Regions from separate parts of the Manis pentadactyla genome. Here region 1 is linked to region 2. Evidence: chromatin contacts called from public Hi-C data. All regions are on one chromosome and are shown on one strand. Each heading gives the region's core, a stretch centred on a gene start, on an enhancer-like site or on the middle of the called end of the contact. The rest is flanking DNA. Distances are from core to core; before and after follow the strand shown.

What was found. A called contact is a pair of places that touch in the nucleus more often than the background predicts.
Region 1: a contact with region 2 is called in a Hi-C map of fibroblasts, with 5 times the contacts expected there. The contact joins the promoter of UPK2 here to the promoter of TREH in region 2. A contact is called at or near these places in 2 of 3 Hi-C or Micro-C datasets (fibroblasts and skin fibroblasts).

What each region holds. Positions count from the first base shown.
Region 1 is chr13:5,671,291-5,676,518 of mManPen7.hap1, forward strand. It overlaps UPK2 (uroplakin 2), which reads left to right and starts at 2,424. Exons shown (of 6, transcript XM_036919981.2): 1 at 2,424-2,616; 2 at 3,378-3,429. The coding sequence starts at 2,584.
Region 2 is chr13:5,505,017-5,510,302 of mManPen7.hap1, forward strand. TREH (trehalase) reads right to left here and starts at 2,487. Exons shown (of 15, transcript XM_057490627.1): 1 at 2,325-2,487. The coding sequence starts at 2,407.

The sequences.
Region 1 (5,228 bases), core at 1,174-3,673, 170 kb after region 2:
CAGTCCCTCTGTGTGTGGCATGGGGGCAGAGGGCAGGGGCTGTCAGAAATGGCTGGAGCCCCTCATGTCACAATTCTGTCGAGTCTCTTGTCCCCTGGGCTGGAGATCCCAGATCCCTGCCCCACACCCCTGCAGAAAGATCTAAGGGCAGAGGCCTGAAGGGGGGCTGATAGGTCCAGATGAGCTCACTTCCCACCTTCTCCTCAGCACCACCAACATACCAGGAGGCACCTCCTGAATCCTCCTTCCCTGCGCCCACCGTAGGTTCCTCCAGATGACTCAGAAGGGGACCCAGCCCAAGCCAAGAGCCTAAGGAACTCGGGGGATGGGGAGAAGGACAGGCTCTTCCCTACCCTCCTTCACACCCGCCTCCCCTGGCTGGCAGGGCTCCTAGCACCCCATGGAACCACAGACTCCACTTCACCCGGACCTTCAGTCCCCCAACACCCTTAGCCAGTTGACCCAGTTGGACCCACCTCGTTTTATGACTTTGGTTATCTGCCTGGCCCCTGGAGACACTGGGGTCTGTAGCCCCTGTCCAGGCCCCCACAGCATTTCAGTCCATCCAGCTGCAGGGAGAACTGGGGCCCTCCCTCCCCACGGGCCACCCGGAGGGCCACCGCTCTGCCCTGTCGCCACCCGCTCTCCCGGCTCTTCCACACTCCTCACATCTCTGTTCCACCAGGACCTCACGGGACACGCCGGCCCCCGGACACTTCCATCGCAGCTTTTCATTTCCAGCCTAGACCCTGGTCTCATTCTTGCCGATACCCTCACATTTCCATGCCTCGAAACCCCAGACCCAGAGTCGGCGCGACCTGACAGCTTTATCGCGTCTACACGCAAGCCGTTGAGTAATTTGAAAAACTTCCAAAATGTCAAGGTCAGCACGATGGTTGATTTTATGTGTCCACCTGACTGGGTCCTGGTGCTCGGATATTGGTCAAATATTCTGGATGGATCTGCGAAGGTGTTCTTTGGATGGGAGTAACACTTAAATCAGTGACCCTTGAGGAAAGCAGAGCACCCCAGAACACAGATGGGCCTAGTCCAGGCTGTTGAAGGCCCGAATAGAACAAAGACTGGTCTCCCGCCTTCTTCCCTCCAGAAAGAAGGAATTCTGCCAGCTTCCGGATTCGAGCTGCAGCTCTTTGCTGAATCCCCAGCCTGCCGGCCTCCCTCATCAGATTTTGGACTTGCCAAACTCCCACAATCACAGGAGGCAAACCCGCACAATGACTCTCTCTCTATACACATCCTGTGCGCCCCGTTTCTCTGGAGAACCCTGACTAACGCAGTCAGTGTCCCTGAAGATGAGTGGTCCCCAAGCCCAGCTGGGTTGTTGCCACCAAACATGCCTTTCCAAGGCCCTTAGGAGCTGTGCCCTTCTCTCCTCAACAGCTATTCCAAACTCTCGGCCCTTCTCCCCACTGGGTTTCCTGCTTCCCAGAGAAAGCAGGGGCTGCCAGGAGGGAGATCCCTTAACTTAGTTCTTCCATCCCCTGCCTGTCCCACTCCAACCCCCCAAAAAGTCTAGCATTTCTCTGCCCCACGACCCCTGAACCTTCTCTCTTCTGGAAAGGGCCATTCTCCCTCCCCCAGGAGCCTGTCAGTTACACCCCTCCCTCTCCTGCACCTCTGCCATTAAAACAAAGCAGAGGAGCCCTTCCTGGGCCCAGGTCCCCTCCAGCTGCCTGTCAACCTCGCTTCCCAGCCAAGCTTCTCCAAAGAGCAGTCTACACCTTCCAACTCTTCTTCCTCACCTCCCAGTTACGTCTGTACACCGACAGTCGGCCGCTGCCTTCCGCACCTACAGGAAGCGGCCCCTAAGGGTGGGCATTATCCTCAGGATGCTAGGCCCAGTGGACATTTTTCAGTCCTTCCCTCCAGCTCTGACCTTCCTGCCATTGGATACCTTTTTGGAACCCTCCACCCACTCCCTCTTGGCTTTCCTCCTATGTATCATTCTTCCTTCATCAGCAACTCCCCGTCCATCTGTCCTGTAAACGCTCTTTCCTTTCCTCAGCTCCCTCCTTCTCTTCTACTTTCTTTAGGGAAAAAAAGCTCTCTTTTCCACATTCCTGATTTTAACTTCTGCTCACCTCCCTTCTCACACCTCTCCTCTGATCTAGACTCATATACTCAATTATGAAAGTATCATTTCATCTGAATTTCCCAAGATACCTGTCTTAGTTATCTCTTACTTACTGTATAACAGCTTACCCCCAAACTTAATAGCTTAGAAAAACAAACATTTATCCCGAGAATCAGGTATCTGGTGAAAGACTTGCTGGGGTGGTTCTGGCTCAGGGTATCTCATGAAGTTACAGTGAAGACGTTAACCTGGGCAGTTATCCGAAGCCTTGCTGGGTTGGAGGATCTCTCCAGCTTGCTCATTCACAGGCTGATACATTCTCCACAGTTTCCAAAATGATCTTTGCACAATTAGAACTTCTCAAAGGCTTTCAGTTTTCTTCAGGGTAAAAATCAAGCTCCTGAGCAAGCATACAAAAACCGCTGGTGGTCCAGCCAGTGGCCAGAGTTCTCACCACGACTGTCTTTGAACACTTCGTTCTAGCCAAGATGTATTGTTCACAGCTCCCAGAAGGCATCAGGGTAATCCATATCTCTGTGCCATTTTATATACTGCTCCCTCTTTGGGGAATAGCCTCTTCCACTTATTCCAACCAGGCTAACTCGGGTTCATTCTCTAAACTCAGCAACGTGAGAGCTGGAACTGATTCTTGTCTTGTATCTCACTAGCTGTCATGGTTCCCACCATACAGGAGTTGAATAACGAATGCTCACTGAATGAATAAGTGAGCCAGCTGTTCCTGTGTGCCCAGTACCCCTGTGGCATGCTTGGTATACAAGGAACAGCTGGTCCACATTTCTGTCACTTTTCTCCCTCAGATCACCTTTCCTGCCCATCCATCTCCCTTTGCATCAGTGACACAAATGGAAAAACAAACTCTGAATTCTACCCCCACTCCTTCCCTACCAGCTCTATGATCTTGGGAAAATCGTTTATTGCTCCTGAGCCTCCGGCCTTCTTCTGCACTAAGGGTTAATAAAAAGGAGAGGATAAGATGAATTACTTAAATTAATATTTATTGAACCAGATACTGTGCTAGGCACTCTTAAATAAATTAGCTTGAGTGACAGTCATAATATCCCAGTGAGACAGATTTTATACCCTCTATAGAAGAGGAAACTGCAGCTTAGAGCAGTTAGGTAGGTATCTTGGCCGAGGTCACAAAGCTGGAAGATTTGGAGTAAGTGGTTGTATCACAAGCAACTTTAGGAAAAATAAAGGGCCATCCAGATCTCTTCCAACCCTCAACAGCTAAGATTTTCTGTTCTCACACCTTTCCCAGCTCCAGATCTCAAGGACACAGGCTCTGCCATTTCCCATCAGACGGACATGTGGTGAGTACTGAGGTTCAAAATGACTCACCTAAAGTCATATGGTATCACTCACCCACAAGAGGACAATAGTCTCCATCAGAGGCTGAAATGCCCACAGAGCCAAGTGGACACATTTCTCTAATTGACTGGCAAGGAGAAGAGTGGCATTGTGGAAAGAGAACCATGGGTGTATCAGACAGACGTGGGTTCTGATCTGAACTCTTCTGGCTGCTACCGTAGATCAAGGACAAAAAGTACCACAGTTCAGAGAGAGCACATCTGCTGTCGGAGCTAATCTTCTAGTCCAGTTACTGTAGAGATTTGACCAGCACCAGGAAGATGCCTCACCCCTGGTATTCCACCACTGAGTTGGCCCGCTCTCTCCAAAGTTCTCAACGTGCAAAAGATCCTCTTGCAGGTTGTAAAAGGATGGTAGGATCTGATGTGAAAAGGAAAAAAACCCAAGGTTTTCCACGAGGCCGGGAACTTATTTCATCTTTATATCCCTGCTGCCTAGCACAGTTCCAGGGACATACCTAGTACTTAGTTAAGTGTTTGTTGACCTGACTATGGGATCTGAGAAGAAGGAGGCAGGAGAGGAAACTTGGGTGAGTTTAGAATTGAGAATCCAAGGAGTGGACAGCCTAGAAAGAGTGAGTCCAAGAGAGACACTCCAGGCATCCGTGGCCCTGGTTCCCTTCCTCCAAACCATGAGGAATCCTCCAGAGGAACAGGGTGCTGTGGCTTTAAATGACTCCAGCGTTGTCAATGAACCCTCTCCACTAAAAGAGTTATCCTCTCGCTCCTGCGCTTGGCCTCCCCCTCCTCTCGGCTCCCCAAACCCTTCTCAGCCCCTGTGATGGGATAATTAGATGCGAGAGCTCAGCACAGATGATGCTCCAGTTGCTTAGCAACTAATGGTTTCCATGGAGACCGCAAAGCACAGCCTCCAGAGCAGCCAGTGAGCAGCTCGGCAGGGCAGGGAGAAGACGCAACTCTCAGTTCCTCCAGAAACCTGGGGAGGGCCCAGGGTGGGGGGAACTGAGGGAGAAGGGGGGGCTTAAAGGCACAGGGCCCTCTTATCCCTTTAAAATATGCTCAGAGCTCTGCCCTCTCCGACGCCACTTTGTCCCATATACGATTTCCAGGGGGATGGGGGCTTAGGAGTAGCCCCAGCCTGACCCACCCTGCAGTAAACCCAACCTCTTCTCTCTGCTTCCTGGTTTGTGACTGAAACGGGAAGAGAGACCTTTCAAGCCCAGCTGCAAACATCCTTCTGGGTGCATGATGGGATCTGACAGAGTGCCAAGCACTGGAAGACTCCTTACCCCCAGCCTTCCACCACTGAGTCTGTCCACTCTCTAAAGTTCTCAGCGTGCAAAAGATCCTCTTGCAGTTTGTAGAATGATGGTGGGAGCTGATGTAAACGGGGACAAAAGCCAGGGTGCAGGACAAACAGAATAACAGAATTCAGTTCTTCACCCAGAGGCAAGTGTCCTGGGAGGCAGGAGAGGCACCTGCCCCTGAGCCCCATCAGGGGACCCAGTGTGCATGCTGGGGCTGGGGGTGCAGCCGACACAGAGCATCTGGCAGCTCCAAGTGTGGGCCTCTCAGACTAGCATCCATCAGCGTCACCTGGAAGCTCGTTAGAAATGCAGAATTTCAGGCTTCACCTCAGACCCACTGAATCAGAAATCATATCTTAACAAGCTCCCTGGAGATTCATAGGCCCATTAAGTGGGGAAAAGCACTGGTCTAAGACCCTCTGCTTGGGCCCATGAGTTCTCTCTGTACTGTCACCCCCTCCCTGCACCCCAGGC
Region 2 (5,286 bases), core at 1,237-3,736:
CCAGGCCGAGGGTCCAGTCCCCAGTAAGGCCCCTCACTCCACCTCCAGTTGCAAGCTCAGAGGTCCCCAAGTTATCCCACTTCTGACCAACTGGCTACAAATTTGGCAGCGAACTCCTCAGGTTCAATAATTTACTAGAATGACTCATAGGACCCAGGAAAGCAGTATATTTATATGATTATAGTTTTATTACAAGGAATAAATCAGGACGTATCACCCTCCTGGCACACTGAAATGCTCAGCAAACAGGAGACTCCACTGAGCTTTGGTGTCCAGAGCTTTTATTGGGGTCTCATTACATAGGGATGATTGACTGAATCACTGGCCACGTGATTGACTCCAATCTCCAGCCCTCCTCTCCTCCCTGGAGCTCAGGCTCATGTGTCCCAAAGCCCTGACCGTGTGATCACATGGTCCTTCTGGTGTGGCCTCCCCTTTTCCTGAGTCCTCTCATTAGCAGGACCCGTGTAGGGCCCACCATAGTCATCTCATTAACATAAACTGTCAGGACCTGCCCCGAATACCAGATGCACTCCTGTCACTTGAAAGTCCCAGAGCTTAGAGGTTACCTCCCAGGACCCAGGATAACGACTAGACAAATTCTTCATTATACAACAAGTAGCTTCTACAGTAAAGGGTTGACTTAGCAGGTCTGGTGTATTCAACCCTGCAACCCTGCATATTTTTAAGAGTCTGGTGTGTGCCTGACTCCTGAGAGATAACCTCTCGGCTGCTGGAGCCCCGCTTGATAAATCTTTGTTTACCTGGGACCTTGGGCCTTACCAGATGTTTAATGCACAAATAATATATGATATTTTATGTGATTTATGGTGGGGGCTGAGGACCACCCAGTATCACCAGGACCTTTAGAAACCTGGAAACTGAGTAACTAAGATCTGCTATGCGGATTCCATGCCTCTGTAATGAGTCCCCAGTAAAACTCCTGGACACCAGGGGAGCTTCCTGTTGTCACACACTGTGCCTGGAAAAATTAAATGCTATCCACCTAAGTCCACTGGAAGTGGACGATTGGAAGGCTGTGTTTCTTCTCTCCTGACTCTGCCCTAAATGCCTTTTACCTTTCCTGATTTAATCTGTATCCTTTCACTGCAATAAACTACAATCACGGATATAATGATTCGGTGAGTACTAGTAAGCCGCAGAGGCTGAGGGCGGTCTTAGGACTGCCAGCACGGCCGTCTTTGCACCCTTTGGCAACTGACCTAATACTTGACAAACCTCTTGATCCACGGCTTCTCTGAAATCCCTACTACAATTGTTCCGGACAAAACCCATGAATTATCCCAGATATGTCCTTTCTCTTTATATTCCACAATCAATCATCAGCAAGTCTTATCAGTCTAATCTTCAAACTATATTCCATATTGAAGCACTTCTCACCTCTGTGGTCCTACGGCTGGAGCCCAAGCCCTGGCCCCTTTTCCCTGCAGCCTATTCCCTGGCCTATTTCTACCAGTCTCAACCACTCAGACCACCCCAGATCCTTAAAAGGTGACCTCAGGGCCTTTGCATTGCAGTTTCCATGTGTGGACTGTCTTCTCCCAGATCCGCACAGGGACGGTTCCTTCCATAGCCCTGCTCAAACATCACCTCCTCAGAGACACGTTCCCTCCCTGTCCTATCTGAAACAGCTCTGCTCACCCCCATGAGCAGCCCCCTAGTTTCATTTTACTTTTAATTGTGCTTCTATCAGTATTTAGCTTCTAGTATTACTTTTCTTGCTTACTAGGTAAGGCCCGTGGAGGTAGGGACCTCGCTTTTCTTGTTCACTGCTGCAGTCAAGAGATGGAGTGAGAACTCAATAAATCCAGGTCAAGTGAAGAATGGGCAACGCCTTGTGAGCCCCGGAGGCAGGACAGGTCCCCTGCCTCTATTATTTGGAGATGGACACTATGGCTCTGGAAGGAGGTCGCACTTGCCCTTGATCACAGAGGTCAGGGGTTAACCCAGGAGCTCTTCTCGACCTTACAACCCCTGTCACACCCAGGCTAGGGAAATGGGGCAGAAAGTTTCCTAGAAAAAAGCTGAGAACAGCCCTGCACAGCCCGAGGAGCAGCTTGGAGGGAGGGCAGGAGAGAGGGAGGCTTTGGCCAGCAGGCTCCTGGACCGCGCGTGGCCGGCCTCCGGCGGCTCCGTCTCCTCCCAGCACCGCAGCTCTGGTGCCTGGCACAGGGCTTGCTGCGTGGGAAACCCAGCTCCCCCTGCCTCTCTTCCCTCCGGAGGGCTGACCCCAGCGCTCAGCTCATCCCAGCCTTTCAGCCTGGCCTTCCTGTGCTGTCCCCAGATGTCTTTTCTGCCCCTACCTGTCACAGGGTGGGGGCAGGGCCGCCTGGGACCCCAGCCCCAGCAGAAGCATCAGGCCCAGCTCCCAGGAGTCCCCAGGCATGGCGGCTGTGGCTGTGGCGAATGAGCCAGTCCAGGCCCCTCCTGCTGGCTGGGGCACAGCCTGGCTTGCCTGCCTACTCAGGGCAGCCAAAGTCCAGGTTTGAGGTGTGGCCGCCTGAGGGGATGTGAGCCTGGCCTACACGTGGCCACCCCCACTCCCCACCTCCAGCTTTGGACTTTTTCTCCTCTTCTGCTTCTGTCTCAGCCGGTGCCACCTGCCCATGCCCTTCCTTAGAGCCAAGTGGGGTGGGGGTGGAGGGGCACCTGAGTGTCAGGGTCAAATTAGGCCACACATCTGTGACTCAGATGCCAGTTTCTCAGGTGGCCCCAAGACCACCACCTCAGAGGGCTGCCATTTCCATCAACATTTTCCAGAATGGCTCAAGATTCCATCCCAGGGGTGGTGAGAAACTCCAGGACTCTCACCGTTACCTACAAGGGACTCCACGAGAGGTCAGGGGAGCACACCCCACCTGCCTGACGAAGAGCAGGGTGACCCACCTGAGTGCTGACGTCTGCAGCGGGCCTTGCAGATCACTTAGGAGTTTGCTGAGGGAACGGGCTGGAGGCATCCTGCTAAGGGACGGGGAGAAGCGCAGCCCTCAGCATCAGGATGAGCCGAAGGGGCAGGGGTGGGGCAGGGGCACATCAGGAGGCTCCCGGACCCGTGAGTCAGGCCTGAAATGATGCCAGCGTGGGGGAGGTGCTTACCGCCCCCCTCACCGTGTGAGTTGAGTGACTGTGTGACCGTCGCTTTAAGACTCAGGCTCGCTGTCCGGGGTGCCCACTGTGGGGCCTGAGCAGCACTTGCCACAAGACAAGAGGGCCAGGCCCTGTGCTCTCCCTGGCAGCACCCCTGCCCTCCCCATGGGGACGGTGGAATAGCTGCTCACCTCTGTTTGCCCGCCTCCTTCCTGCCATCCCTGCCTCCACATACTATATACGCCCTTCCTTTTTATTTTTATTAAAGTATCATTGATATACAACCTTATGTTGGTTTCAATTATACAAGTGGTTCAACAGTTACCATACTGTCAAGTCATCGCCGCTTCAGTTGTAGTCACTGTCTGTCAACGTAGTAAGATGTTACCGAATCGTTAACTGCATTCTCCGTGCTGTACTGCTGTTCCCGGGACCAACGTATATTATGATTGTGAATTATTGTGCCCCTTTAGTCCCCCCTCCTCCCCACTCCCCCTTGGTACCCACTAGGCCCTTCTCTGTGTCTGTGAGTCTGCTGCTATTTTGTTCCTTCTGTTTCACTTTGTTTTATACTCCACAAATAAGTGAAATCATATGCTATTTGTCTTTCTCCGCCTGGCTTATTTCACTGAGCATAATACCGTCTAGATCCATCCATGTTGTTGCAAATGGCAGGATTCTTTTCTTTTTATGGCTGAATAGTATTCCATTGTGTATATGTACCACATCTTTACCCATTCATCTCTTGATGGACACTTAGGTTGCTTCCATATTTTGGCTATTGCAAATAAAGCTACAGTGAATATAGGGGTGCATATGTCTTTTTTAATCAGGGACTTTGCTTTTTTTAGGTAAATTCCTAGGAGTGGAATACTGGGTCAAATGGTATTTCTATTTTTAGTTTTTTAAGGAACCTCCATATTGCTTTCCACAATGGTTGAATTAATTGACATTCCCACCAGCAGTGCAGGAGGGTTCCCCTTTCTCTGCATCCTCGCCAGCATTTGTTGTTCTTAGTCTTTTCGATGCTGGCCATCCTTACTGGTGTGAGGTGATATCTCATTGTGGTTTTAATCTTCCTTTTTTTTTAAAAAAAAAACATATTTTCTTGTGGTTAAAGATATATAACATAAAATTTACCATTTCAACCATTTTTAAGTACACAATTCAGTTTATATTACATTCACAATGTTCTGCATTATAACTTTAGCTTAGTTTCAAAATATTTTTTAATCATAAACACTCTCTAACCGTTAAATGATAACTTCTCTGCCCTCCCTCCCGATGGCCCTGCAAATCACTATTCTACTTTCTGTGTTTCTGAATTGGCCCGCTCGAGGTACTTCATTTAAGAGGCATCATACAACATTTGTCCTTTTGTGCCGGACTTATTTCATTAGCATGTTTGCACAGTTCATCCATGTTTAAGCATGTATGAAAATTTCACTCCTCTTTAAGGTTGACAAACACTCCACTGCACGCACCGATCACATTTTCTTTATCTGTTTTCTGTTGAGGGGCACTTGGGTTGTTTCCACCTTTCGGCTCTTGTGAATAATGCTGCTGTGAACTTGGGTGTACAAATACCTGCTCAAACTCATGCTTTCAGTTCCTTTGGGAATGTACCTAGAAGTGGAATTGCTGGAATTGCTGGATCATATGGTAATTCTATGTTTAACTTTTGAAGAACTGCCAGACAGTTTTCCATAATAGCTAAAACATTTTACATTCCCACCACCAATACACAATAGTTACAATTTCTTCACATTCCCCCCAACACTTGCAATTTTCTGTTTGTTTTTTTTCATAATAGCCATCCTAACAGATGTGAAGTGATATCTCATGTGGTTTTGATTCGCTTTTCCCTAACGATTCACGATGCTAAGCATCTTTTATGTACTTATTGGCTATTTGTATATCCTCTTTGCCCATTAAAATTTCTTTAAGTAGGTTTTGAAATTGGAAAGTGTGAGTTCTCTGACTTTTTTTTTTTTTTCCAAGATGGTTTGGCTATTTACAGAGTCTTGCAATTCCATATGAATTAGAGGATCATCTTTTTTACTTCTGAGAAAAAGGTTATTGGGGTTTTGATAGGGATTGCATTGAATCTATAGCTTTAGGTGTTAGTGACATCCTAACAATATGAAGCCTTCTTACCCGTAACACTAGATGTCTTCC